2 separate regions of the Triticum aestivum genome follow, and region 1 is linked to region 2. The links are chromatin contacts, called in public Hi-C maps. All regions are on one chromosome and are shown on one strand. The core of a region is the stretch at or near the end of the contact, and the rest is flanking DNA. Distances in the headings are between cores, read along the strand shown.

Region 1 (6,954 bases), core at 144-2,643, 530 kb after region 2:
GGAGTGTACCATGTGTAGATGCATTTGGGCCCTTTCTAATGAGGCTCTGACAGAGAAGGTAAGCCAAAACCTGGAGGTTAATGCAAAAAACTGGCTGTTTTCGATGCACGACGAGCTACCATCGAAGGATTTTGTCTTGCTGGTTGTTACACTTTGGGTTGTTTGGCGAGCAAGGAAAAAGGCCATTTATGAGGATATCTTCTAGAGTCCTATAACAACAAACCTGTTCGTCTAGTCTTATTTGTCAGATATTTACGCCCTGGACAAGCCGAGCAACAACGCAAGGGGTCAACCTATGGTCCGACCTACGCATTGGATTTCGCCAGATCAATGTTGATGCTGCGGTTGCACGGGGCCGAGGAGTAGCAGCAGCTATTTGCCGCAACAAAGAAGGAGTTTTCCAGGGGGCATCCGCCATTGTCCTCAGGAACATAGCTGATCCTCCCACGATTGAAGCCTTAGCTATTCGAGAGGCACTAGCACTCGCCGAAGACCTCAATATCCAGAGCATACATGTTGCCTCGGACTGCAAGGTGGTGGTTGACGATATCAAGCAGAAGCACTTGTCGAGTTATGGAGCAATTTTACATGAAATCATAGATCAGAGTCACTCTTTTCAGAGATGTAATTTTGTTCACGAGTTTAGGAGCTCGAATTTCGAGGCTCACAATTTAGCAAAGCATGTTTTACGTTTGGGGGTGGGCCGCCATGTTTGGTTAGGACACCCTGATGATCTTTCTTTCATGCCTGTAAACTTGATTTTTGGTTAAATAAAGCTTCGTGAGATTGTCTAAAAAAAAGGCTATGACTCTCACTAGCTGGTGGCTTGCGCCATAGGCGGGACTACTCGAGGACATGGGCTTGATTCGCTGTGTTGTGTATTTTTCACATGAATTATCCTTCTCGCCGTTTTCCTACGTGTGGGACCGAATAGTCATAGAGATGCAGGGTGTTTCACTTTTTTTTCACCAAATTTAGTACCGATTCAGTTTTTCTTTTGCAAACATGTGATGCTTCAGTCACGAACAGTGGTACCATGTTGGCACGCCACATAGAAGCTTCCTACGTATACAAACTGGAGTTGCACCGTATTTGCATCGCGAGACAGGTTGAAGCATCAGTTTCACGTATTTTTCAATTTTAAGCACCAAAGTGATCATCCTGTTCAACCTGATGTATCATCGGTGTATTTGCCTCTCTTTTTTTTTAGGAAGGAGGAGATAAATATGCTGCTGCCTTTACAGTTGATAAATATGCTCTTTTTTTATACGCTCTTTGTTAGGGGAAAAGAAACGAGACCTCACTCTGTCGGGCCGACGGATGGTGGCCCAGTAGCATAGCCCAACAGTCCCTTAACGCGCTCCCAAAGGGCAAACGCATCTCTGCTGTCCTCTGACCTCTCCTCTCCTCCTCCTCTCCGGACACGGCAAAGCTTCCTTCCCAAAATCCCCAAATCGAAGCGAAGCCGAGGAAACTCTCCCCCGCACGACCCAACAGCCCCCGTCCCCGCCTCGACCCGCCGTCCGCCTCGCCCGCCCGCCCGCCCGCCAGGTTTCGGTTCCCCCGCTAGCCGAGGCCCCGGGGCGGATTGGATCGCCGGCGATGGACTGGAGCGCGGTGACGGCGGAGGACCTGGTGGCCGCGCTGCGGGAGGTGGACTGGTCCACGCCGCCGCGCCCCGTCCCCGAGTTCTTCTCCCGCTTCACCGTCCCCCGCTCCTACTCCAAGTGGACCAGCCGCCTCAAGTGCAACCTCTACTAGTACGATCCGCCTCCTCCCCCGCTCTAACTCGTCTTACCGTTTCCGGCGGCCGCATCCACGATTTGTCTGCCAACTCGGCTGGCCGATACAAGTTTGGGCGAATTCGCTAGGGATTTGTGCTCGTGTGGCGAGGTTTCGACTGGCTCCACGGGATCTGTGCGTGTTTTGAGTTGATTGGTGAACGGATAGGGTCATCAGTGTTTCCTCGCAATGGAATAGCGTAGGACTCATGCGTGTGCTTCAGACTCCTGATAGCCCTTCTGTTAGTGTAGATAAATCTCTCAAGATCTTCAGAATATATTTATCAACAGTGCTAAGAGGTTTGAATAGAGAATTCGATGAGCGCAGATGTACATGTCAATTGTATACTGTGATGTTAGTCGCTAAGAGTGTGCACAGGAGTAGCAGGTAGCTTGGTTCCCATGTAGTTTCACTACTTACGTTGAAGGCATCGTGTTGGATATTTCTTGCTGCCATGGATCTGTGAGATGAGAGCAAGGCTCCAATTTTTCACTTAAAACATGTGGAATTCTGATTCTAGATGCACAGTTATATAAATATGTTCTCGATTCAACTTAGGTGAGCTGGTGATTGAAAAAATGGACAATTGTTCTGATAAATATTAACTAGTTAGCATTGTGAAGTTCATTTTGAAGGCATGGTTTGCAAGGTTTCGTTTTTGTCGTGTACTGAAGTTCTTTTTTTAATTTTTTGTTTGGTCTGCAGCTACAGGACAAACTACTTCATCTTGATCATGTTCATTCTTGGTAAGCAATGAAAGATTTGAAGATTATTTATCTTCCTGTTTTTTGGTTGATTTTGACATGCTGCCATTTGTATACGAAGGGTTGGGTTTCCTTTGGAAGCCAGTTGCTATTCTTGCAGCTTTTATGACCGGATTCAGCATTGCATTTCTTAATGACAGGTATGCAAGTACTTAACTAATACTCCCTTCATTAGGAATTACTTGTTGCTCTGTATCTAGCACTAAAATACGTCTAGATACATCCGTTTGAGCGACAAGTAATTCCGGACGGAGGAAGTAGTTTTTAATTGCATTGCGCTTGTAACTTGGTTCTGTTGAGATCGTTTTTCAGTTTGTTATGTTAAAATGCGCTCTTTAGCATGACTAACTAAGATAGTACATGAGGGAACGGCCTTTGTAAATTACATTATGCTATGTGCTTCAGTCACAACAGATTAGTCATCTATCATGATCACCAGATGCTCCCTTGTTTTTTATGTATAAAATTGCATAAACCTGCACAAAAAAATGTAGCCAAAGGGACAATTTGCTCATTAATCATTATATAAATAGTTGCAGTTTGCAGGGTTATTAAGCTATTTTTCTCTTATGGAGAGGTGAATATGCAAGTTATTGGCTATAATGGACTTGGCAGCTAGCATTTTATTTTATTTTAGGATAAATCAATCAAGGGTACATTTTCATGTACATGGTGCTAACATTGGAACCTTAACAGCTTCCTAATTCGATCGTACACCATTGTTTATGTAGGACGTTGGAACAAATTGTACGCTAGCTCCATGCTTGTTATTATGCTAACAATTTATGGGTGCTCCATTTTGGCCAGTGAACCAGAGAGCACATCATTAGATTCTTAGACTTGGGTAATTGACCAGTTGCTGCATTGCATATAGTTCCTTTGCTCTAGACCTAAATGTTACCTTTTGAAACATAAGCTATATGCAATATTCGTATAAATTTCACAGAATATAGCACAGTATTGCAGTACTGCTTTACTGTTCAGAATGTGGTGTCCTTTGACACAGTGGAGCAAATCAGGGGCATGCTTTTATCAAGTTATTTCCTTCCTACCATCATATGATATGCTTGTCAACTGCCAAGCATCTTAGATTGCAGTGTTTTTACGCACTAGTTAGGGGCCAGACATCCTAGTTATTATTCAAATATATGATCTCTTCAGAAAGTTATGATTAGATCCTCTTATGTAAGAGAGGGTGTGTACTCATCTATGACGAGCCAAGCAATTAATAAAGAAGTCTTGTTCCTAATCTCTTGCTGCCTTATCTACTCCCATCACCTCCTTCTTGCCTCTTGAGCCTAGTCTCATCTACCTTGTGATGTGCGACCATTACATGCAGCAGCCGAGTAGGATAAAAATATATATGATATATACAGGTATAAAGCAACTTAGGTTTTACCACTGTTTTTGAGTCGCGTGACTAGTCATTGACAAGTCGCGCGACTAGTTGTCGACAAGTCGCACTGCCAGATGTCGACTCAACTTGTCGACTAGTCGATCGGCCAGGCACGACTCGTCAAGAGTCGCTACCCCAGAACAACTTGTCGACTCGAAAACCTTGGGTTCTACAGAATTGGGCCATAGTTGTATTGGAATAATGCATACAACCGTCACAAGTATGAAGGATTATTAAATAAAGTAGTTGTAGCCTTTTAGGGTTGTTTTCCCCTTGTATCTATTTGTGGTTCACAGTTCTTAAATCATTATAAGTTTCTCCATTTATAAACTGTTAATAATTGATTTACAAAGTGTTCGAGTGGTGATTAATTAACTAACTATCATGTGTGATGATGCAGCTTTGCTGTTACTTTTAATGAGAAAGTCACAAGAACTGTCAGACAGTTCTCACCACATTTAGCTGCAAAGATGAGACCACCGATAACGTAAGGAGCACTACTCTAGTTTCTAATATTTCTTTATTTATTTTATCATGGGTTACTATCACAGTGTTGTTAATACCTTTTGCAGCCCTGTTATTCGTGGCCGACCAAGCTCAAAGAGATCAATTCATATTTGTGGGCGGCCTCGCTGGTTGTTTGTCCTTTTATTTTCGGCAGGTGAGCAGAACTAACCATCCATCGTATAACCCTATGTAACATACCATACCACATAGTTTCGAAAAACTTGAACTAAGCGTTTTTCATGTTTGCAGTTAGCTGCATGCTCTGGTTGACCTCATGCAGTCTCCTCACAGTTCTATGGGCACTTCTCATTGCTCTGCTTAGTAAGGACGGTGTAGAGTCCTTTATTTAATTTTTGGAGATATATTTTTTCTTGGAATGTCCTTATTAATTTGTCTTTCTGTTGGCAGCAACGGTACTTCATGCCAGCTTCAGAACACCTAATTTGAAAGCACGCCTGAATACGTTCAGAGAGGAATTCCGAGCAGTTTGGCGGAATTATAGTGAGCTCTAGAGCTCCCTCAGTTTCAAGGTAAGTTCCTTAATGCCTGTTTAGGACAAGCATAGGTCTGTTTTTATACCAAAACCATTTGCATGCACTCATTTTCCTGTGTGTATGTATGTATGTATGTTCAGGTGATAAGATGTGCTTAGTGCTGAAGCTTCCCTGCTGTCTGTGCATTGTGTCTCTGGGAGATGAACAAAGGTGATATGCAGTTGTGATCACTGGCTCATTTGGAGGTGGACCAGGACTGACTGTAGGTGATGCTACGTCTCGCTCCGCAGTCCACCGAATCACAGTAGTTGTTCCTTTGGACCTCTCCCTATAACCAAAGCTTTGGAGGAAGAACAGCATGTAAAGGATGTAAACAAAGTATTCTAATCTAGACAAAAAGCATATGTTGTTTGTTGATACGCCTGCTTCATGCTCTGTCTATACTTTGAAAAACCGTTCTGGATATATTATCAGCTAAGCTTCGATTTAGCCTTCCTCGTGACTTGAATATGTTGATATTTTCGAATGTTAGATGGATCCAGTGGATCAGTTATACGTTAGAATCGGTTCTGTTAGCCATCACCGTGTATCTCAAAGGACGTTAAGAGTATCCTAGTGACTTGTCATAAGATGTACGCGTTTATATTACGATGAGAGCACCCAATTGTACATGCCCTAGCTTGCAATATCTATCCCATATATAGCAGTATCATCTGCTCTTGCAGCGATACATTTTACTCGTGGGCCCTGTTTAACGAGCTAAATACTGATGGCCACAGTAATTTCACTCGTCCAAACAGCCTTCATGGCCTGTCAAGTTTGCTTTGGCATTGCTTCAAGCGTTGTTTTAGTCTGATTGAAATGGGCACAGTAGGTCATTCTTTTTTGCTGAGTGTTAACTGACAAATACGCACTAAAAAAATCTGAAAGACACTTTGTGAACAGATAACTTCATGTATACAGAGAAAAAAATATTCACTTAAAAAATAAACTGTTCTTCATGAGAAATGTGGAGAGTTCATATACATTTCAATATAACCATACAAAAATGGATAATTACAAAATGATAAGAATAGAAGTATATTACAAAGGACAAAAGTCCAGAATATGGCAGCACCAATCTTAAGTACTCCCAATATGGCAATCCTCAAAAATTAGCATATACGATTCCCAATGGTAGAACAGAGCCTGCGTCAAAACTGAATGGTCCGATTATGTATTGAAGCTTCTATCACCAGCGTCTCCCAACCCGGGAACTATGTACCTGTGGGTACAAATCAACAACCTTAGTCATTGCTCCGCTTGATTGGTAATGCGTACTGAATAATGGAGATGCGATGTACACATTTTACAGAATGAGCATTGAATGGCTAGAAGTTTAAAACAGTACCCTCTCTCATCTACTTCAGAATCGATCATCCCTGCGTACACATGGAGCCTGGAGACCGGAAACAGAGTAAACATTAGGAGCTTGACATACACACATGAGCATGGCTTATGATCTATTCTTACCCAGGGAACTTGTTGCTGAGCTTTTGTAGCGCAGGAGATGCTGCAACCGCTGATACCTGCATCATAAGGACAATAGGTGTTGGGTCGATTTGAACGAATAATTGAGAAATAAATACAGAAAAATTCCATGAACTTACAACTTTAATTTGTTTGCTTGTAACTCCACGGTCAACCAACAAGTCAATAGCAGCAACGATTGTCCCACCTAAAGGTATACAAGTTGAATGTATAATCATTCTATTTATGTGTTACTTAGTATACCAGCTATTCTGCTTACATGAACCAATCTATAACTTAGATTGTCTCTATCATTACTGAAAATAAGCATTCTTTCTTTATCTTTCTTTCTTTTAGGAGATTAATGTTCTGTTACTTGACATGATAATTAACATGTAAATGAAGGAGAACTAGAAACATATTGAAATTGGATGGTATTCAAAATGAACTTCTTTTCACTTATTAGCGAAGAGGATCACACATGAAGAGTGTTAGGCAGAAA
Region 2 (6,854 bases), core at 143-2,642:
TCCAGCTCCATCTGTGGCTTTTGCAGATCAGCAAAGCTGCTATTGACAAGCTTCCGGTACCTGAGCCGCTGTCGCCCCACACCGACAGCGCCCGAGGTGACCATAATCACCTCATATCCTTGAGCATTAAGATCCTTGACCTACATTGCCATTTAGCTGATTCAGGATTCGCCTCAGACTGCATATATACAGAGTAGAGAAGGTCGGAGATGAGAATGTTACCTGCTCGCACAGGGCTCCAATCCTGCCCAAAGCCAGTCTTCCATCATTTCTGGTGATAACTGCAGTGCCCACCTGTCATGCAAAAAAAAAGGAATTAATAGAAAATACAAGTGACAGGGACCAGAATTCCATCTACTGTCCTGTGTTGCATCTTTGACTAGATACCTTAAGCGTATCTACCCAGAATGGACCACTTTGAGACGAGCCAGCAAAACTGACAAAGGTACTGTTCTGTTTTCCAAACATAACAAGGAAACACAGTTCTACCCTTTACACCATAGATTTCCATGAAAACACGTATCTGAGCAAATGAATTCGCGAACTAAAGAGGTCCTCCCATTTAACGAAATTTGAGAAATATCCCAAAATTCCTCTCTGCCTTTCTATCATCCATTTCCATCTGATACAAATCACCTTTTCCCATCTGACGCGAATCACCTTTCCCCTGAAGCTGTTCCGATGCCTGGTTACGAAAGGCCCCAAACATCCTGGGCACCTCAAAAGTTTATTGATGACAAGAACGCTGCCATCAACGCGTCACATAGTTAAAACCCAAACCCCAGGCATAACCCCTCCGTCCCCCCGTCCCCGTGACCATTCATCCTAACAGCCCGAACAAATCACGAGAACTCTACACAATTACTCCTCGATTCGATGCAGAGACGACCTCATAGAGACGCAGCAATGGGACGCAGAGCAGCAGCTTAGATCTAGCAGAGACGGGCTGATTAATTAGTCAAACACAAACAGACAAATCACCTTGATGATGATGCGCTTCACGTCCTTCATGAAGCTCCGGTTGGGGTCGGCGCCGGCCATGGCCGCGGGCGGTGTGGGCTGGCTGGCTCGGCGCGCCGCCTCTCCCTGTCTCGCTCGCTCGCCCCTCCCTCTCTCTTATCTGCAGTGTATTTTCCTCGTCGCCGCAGCCGCGATGTGTGGGGAGGTCAGAAAAGGGAGGGATAGAGCCGAGCGGTTTTAAAGGGCGAGGGGCGCAGAAACCCCAGCGGCTCGCCAACGAACCCCGTGATCCTCTGCGTCCGCCGCCGCCGCCACCCCGTGCCCCGTTGGCGTGCGTGCGTGCGTGCCGCGCGCGTCACCCAACTTCGACGGAGGAGACGCGGGGCGGATGGCCGTCCGATCTCTCGTGGGATGGAGCGCACGATGCAGCACGTACTACTACAGGTTTGGTAGGTCGCTGGAGCATATCTCCTGACCGAGAGATGGCGTGTATCTCCTGGAGTATATCTCTTCGGGGTTCAGGTTCGGGTCGACACCTGACACTTGTTTATCGCGATTAATCTAGAACCTATAGACATGTTTGGGGCACCGGGAAAAGGACGATCCCAACTGGATTCAGCTGCTGCCCCTTAAAAAAAACTGGATTCAGCTGCCTTGAGGGACCCGTAGGCTGTCATCGCCGACTAGCGCCACTCCGCCCTCTACTTATCCTTGATCCACTTGTGAATACCCTCCCTCCCGCCCCAACTTCGACGAGGGCCGCATTGCTGCTGCCAACACGCCTTACCAGTCCCGCTAGTAGTCAAAGCATGGGGCGTGCTGCTCTACGGTCTCAACTTCCTTGCCGGCATTGATCGGCACATGTGGGAAAAGACAGCACTCGTCGGCTTCATAAAGAAATTGGCATCGCAAGGGCACAACATAAGTGTTCAACATGCCCATGGGCACTGGATGGGAGCCGGTGGAGCGAAGCTGGTTGAACCTCAGTGTGTATTTTGGCATCTCCTACAATGGGCCCCGCGTGCCCTCGACTGATGCGAAGCTAGGCGGTTAGCGGGCCCGGGCCGAGCTCTCCGTGTTGTTGCCAAGACCGGGTGCAAGAAGTTGATGTTGATCCAAATGGCCATTGTGCCCCTCAGCCACAAAGAGGGTCGCGTCGAGAAAGAGTCGTGCGATAGGGCATGAGAGTACTCCCATTGGGTCGAGGAGGATGCGCTCTGTAATCAAGGCTGAATCAACTGTCGACTCGGAGAGCCTTCCCGCCACCCTCCGCTACTTTGACCGCATGTTTGACGACCACCTTGGTTGAAATGATGACGCGCTCATGCTGCCCTTAAAAATGTGGCCTTCTCGACATTAGAGTATGGGACATCCTGCTCTACGGTCCCAACTTCCTTGACGGCATTGATCGGCGTGAGTAGAAGAAGCTGACATTCGACGGTTTCATAAGGAATTCGGCTTCGCAAGGGCGCAGGCGCACAACATACAAGTACAACATGTTTGACATGCCCATGGACAATCACGGGGTGAAAACTGATGGAGGAGATGATGGAGCGAGAGTAGCTGAACCTTGGTGAGGACTTTGGCATCTCCTTGGGGGGGGGGGTGTCCCTTCCCATGTGCCCTCAACTGATGGTAAGCTAGGCGGTTAACGAACTTGGGGTTGGGCTCTCCACATTGTCGCCAAGATCGGGTACAAGAAGTCAAAGTTGATCTAGATGACATTGTGCCCCTCGGCATCTGGTGGCATGACGTTGTTGCCATCACCCAAATGGGCTCGATCAAGAACACCTCCTTCATGCTCACAATAATGTCACACATTACCCGTATGCCACCACAGATCAGCGCCAACTAGGTGAACAAGGCCGCCACCTGAAGGTTCATGCGCTCTCTTCACCAACATGCAGCCAACCGCGCAATTAGAGTAACTATATGAGAGTGGCCATATCGGGTAGATCGCCATAATAACGGCTTGTATGGGGATTGCCGCCAAAATGAGCGGTCTAGCAGAGTCTTCATACACCCCTCGGACTGCATAATTTATGGAGGCCGCTGCAAACTAAGCGTGCGAGTCTCCATATTTGGGGCTGCGGAACGCTGATATAGAATGGCCTCAAAAAGCAATCGCTCACATGGGAGGGAAGTTCCAGTGCAGCCTCTTCTTTCATGCGTCGCTTGGTCAATGTCGTTGTCGTCTATAAGACTGTCGCTTACCCCCTCACAATGGCGCACCCGATTTTCTATCGGGGAGAGCGACAATTAATGGATGTCGTCGCTTTTCTCACCCTTTTCCCAACCCGGCACGCCAAATCCGGGCCCTTTTTTTGGCAGAGCGTGCCCATTTGCATGTATATAATTTTGGCCACCCTGCTCGGCGACGCCACTCCACCCCTATCTCCCCTTCCTCGCCGCTGCCACACTCACTCCCATCGCACCCCTTCGCATGCGCCAGACCGCCACCTATAACATCCCTTCCCCGTCGCCACATTCAACCCCATCGACCATGTCACAGTGTTCATGCCCATTCGTGTGTATACAAATCTGGCCACCCTGCTCGGCGACGCCGCTCCACCCCTATCTCTCCTTCCTCGCTGCCGCCACACTCATTCCATCGCACCCTTTTGCATGCACCACTCTGCCACCTATATCATCCCTTTCCCGTCGCCACATTCAACCCCGTCGACCATGTCGAAACGTTCGTGCCCTTCTCACGGACTGCCTGAGAGAAATTCGTGGAAAGGGTGTGAGACTACTCCCAATGGGTCGAGAAGCACGCGCTATATAAGGTTTGGTCAACCATTGGCTCAGAGTTCCTCCCCATCGTCCTCTGCTACTTTGCCCGTAGTGCGGTCGACCGTCTTAACTAAATGGATGTCATACTCACGCCGACCTTCAAAATTTTGGTCTTCTCCCACATCAAGGCGCCCATGCACTTGTCGACTGTGTGGTCGCGGAAGTCATGGCAGCGAAGCCTCCGTCGTCTGCGAGGTCACTTCCAAACAGAAGAAGGGCATGGAGTTCAAATTCTAACAAAGAGTCGTAAATGGTTGTTGAACTTATAGTTGTAACTTTTGTTGAAATCCATTAGAAAAACTTTTATTGTTGAGATGGAAAAGGAAGATATTTTTTTTGCAAGAAAAAAAATGAAGAGATCTTGTAGGCAATGACAAATGGATCATGTATGAACAAAATTGAATGCTTGGTTTCATGACCAATCTAATTTTTTTGAGTTGGAATTTGGGGTTCTTTATTCAACGAAAGCACGCCTAGCACAGTCAGCCATAAGGCTACCGACTAGGAACAGAGGTACATCATCAGTCCAAGCCTCGGTCACTTGCAACGAACAAGCTCGCTTAGCACAAAGGTGAGCCGAAAGATTGGAAGATCTAGGAACATGTTGAATAACAAAATAACTAAAACTAGAAGATAAATCCCAAATTTCCAGAAGGATAGGTGCCACAACAGAACGGGAATTGTGGCGAGTGTTCCAGAGGTCTACCAACCTCCAGGCAGTCCATCTCCATGACGACGTTGGTCCATCCTCTTAGTTTTGCAAGAATAATGCCATCGCACAAAGATAGCGCTTCGGCAATCAGAGGGTCTGTGACACCGTCGTGAGGCTTGCACCAGGTGTCGGTGTCAAAACCGGCGAATCTCGGGTAGAGGGTCCCGAACTGTGCGTCTAAGGTTGATGGTAACAGGAGGCGGGGGACACGATATTTACCCAGGTTCGGGCCCTCCCTATGGAGGTAATACCCTACTTCTTGGTTGATTGATCTTGATGAATATGAGTATTACAAGAGTTGATCTACCACGAGATCGTAATGGCTAAAACCCTAGAAGTCTAGCATGTATGATTATGATTGCCTATATAGACTAAGCCCTCCGGTTTATATAGACACCGGAGGGGACTAGGGTTGTACAAAGTCGGTTACAGAGAAAGGAATCTTCATATCCGGGCGCAAGCTTGCCTTCCACGCCAAGGAGAGTCCCATCCGGACACAGGTGAGAGTCTTCGGTCTTGTATCTTCACAGCCCATCAGTCCAGCCCACGTCAATAGGCCGGACGCTCGAGGACCCCTTAATCTAGGACTCCCTCAGTAGCCCCCAAACCAGTCTTTCAATGATGATGTGTTCGGCGCGTAGATTGTCTTTGGCATTGCAAGGCGGGTTCCTCCTCTGATTACTTCAAAGTGCCTGACTTAAAGAGCAGTATTTGGCTTTCCATTTAATGTCGCGTCCATCGGCTTCGACAGCTTCATGACTTCAGCTTCCACGTGTCGAGCGAATATGAGAGGTCGGGGTATTTTTGCACATATCACCCTGACCATGTAAGAAAGATGTCTATTTAAAGAGATTGGGATCTTCAGATCCATTCCACACCAAGCGAGGAATCCTTAGAGCTTGCTAGGAGAAACTATTCCAACATGGCTAGCGCTCCCAGCTCTTCCTCCCGTCCCCACGGCCCCGGAAAAGGCGATTGGGAGAAATGTTCCGTATCCCACAGTCAGCTAGTGAAGCTATAGACACAGGGATTTCTTCCCCCCGCGGATCTAGCCCCCGTCCGGACAGGATTGACTTCCTTCAACGGCGGGGCTCAGGCGGAGAATTTCCCCAATCCATCTAGGGGGAACGAGTGTGCTTCATTCCCTACTTGTTGAGGGGCGTTGGATTTCCAATCCACCCGTTCCTCCGAGGGCTTCTGGAGTATTATGTCCTCCAGCTGCACAATTTCACTCATGCCCCCATCCTGCACATCACGGGTTACGTTGCTCTTTGTGAGTTATTCCTAGGTTGTGAGGCCCATTTTGAATTATGGCGGAAACTATTCTACCTCGTCCCTCGTAACTAAGAGGGATCAATATTTGAAGTGGGTGGAGCCGAGGTATGGCGCATCGTCGGGACCGGATACCTGTCGGGCACGCCAAAGAAGGCATCCGAAGAGTGGCCTTCCGAATGGTTCTATATGGAGGACGTTGCCCTTTTCTACCCAATTCGAATGGGTCTTCCTGAATTTTCAAGCATTCTGTTGAAGAAACGTCGCAGCTGCCGCCCTCGGAGCCTCGAGGAGGAAGATAGCATGGAAGTCCGTCAATTGATGAGCAAGATAAAGACGCTCGCCTAGTCCGAATTATCAATAGTCGAGGTAATGGCGACTTCCATAGTACGAGGGGTTCAGCCACTCCAATACATAAGGCTTCCCATGTGGCACTATAATGGGGAAGATGACGCCTCCCGCTGCGGTCGGAAGGGTCCGTACACCCTCACCGCTTTGGCCAAAATACTGGCCGAACTATACAAAGGGGAGAAAGAGGAATTCATTCGTATTAAGCGCTGAGACGGATTTTCCATGTACAATCCTCTTAGCTGGGTGAGTTCCAATCCCATTACCCTTCTCAATCTACTCCCTGAGTCACTTTCCATGGACATTAATCCGTCCATTTGTAACAGGAATGGCGGAAGATCACCAAGGGGCTCCACAGCCCCGCCCCCCAGCCAGAGGACCACAACCGGGACCTTGACCCTAGATTCGAAGAGGATCCAGACATATTCGTGATGCTCGAGGACGGGGTGTTCTACTAGGCGAGCTATGACGGCACGGAAGTGGCCATCACCACCGACTATCCCGGACTTCTCCCTGCCTCACACGTAAGTAATCAGGAGACGTCTCCTCCGAAAGAGCTTCCTCATTCTGCCTCACCCACCGCACTATCTCGTGCTCCAAAGGGGAGGCGCTCGAAACGTCATCCCGCACCAGTGGCGACTCCAAAGAGAGCGTTGCCCGCACCGGGCAAGCTTTCGAAAAGGAAGGCAAGTGAAGACACGTCGGAGCCGTCATCAAAGAGGTATGGCTTCGTAAATATGCCCTTCGGTGGTTACATCCAACTGTGACA

What was found. Hi-C and Micro-C count contacts between places; a contact is called where the count stands out from the background.
Region 1: a Hi-C map of leaf shows a contact between it and region 2, with 5 times the contacts expected there. The contact joins the promoter of LOC123135747 here to the promoter of LOC123135734 in region 2. A contact is called at or near these places in 2 of 5 Hi-C or Micro-C datasets (both in leaf).

What each region holds. Positions count from the first base shown.
Region 1 is chr1B:514,428,912-514,435,865 of IWGSC CS RefSeq v2.1, forward strand. LOC123135747 (PRA1 family protein A1) reads left to right here and starts at 1,394. Exons shown (of 8, transcript XM_044554950.1): 1 at 1,394-1,760; 2 at 2,488-2,528; 3 at 2,608-2,686; 4 at 4,343-4,429; 5 at 4,515-4,603; 6 at 4,699-4,770; 7 at 4,858-4,979; 8 at 5,084-5,432. The coding sequence starts at 1,603. The coding sequence ends at 4,961. LOC123135740 (uracil phosphoribosyltransferase) reads right to left here. Exons shown (of 11, transcript XM_044554936.1): 8 at 6,593-6,660; 9 at 6,456-6,511; 10 at 6,334-6,381; 11 at 5,995-6,207. The coding sequence ends at 6,156.
Region 2 is chr1B:513,896,332-513,903,185 of IWGSC CS RefSeq v2.1, forward strand. It overlaps LOC123135734 (delta-1-pyrroline-5-carboxylate synthase 1), which reads right to left and starts at 1,393. Exons shown (of 20, transcript XM_044554929.1): 1 at 982-1,393; 2 at 223-294; 3 at 1-140. The coding sequence starts at 1,041.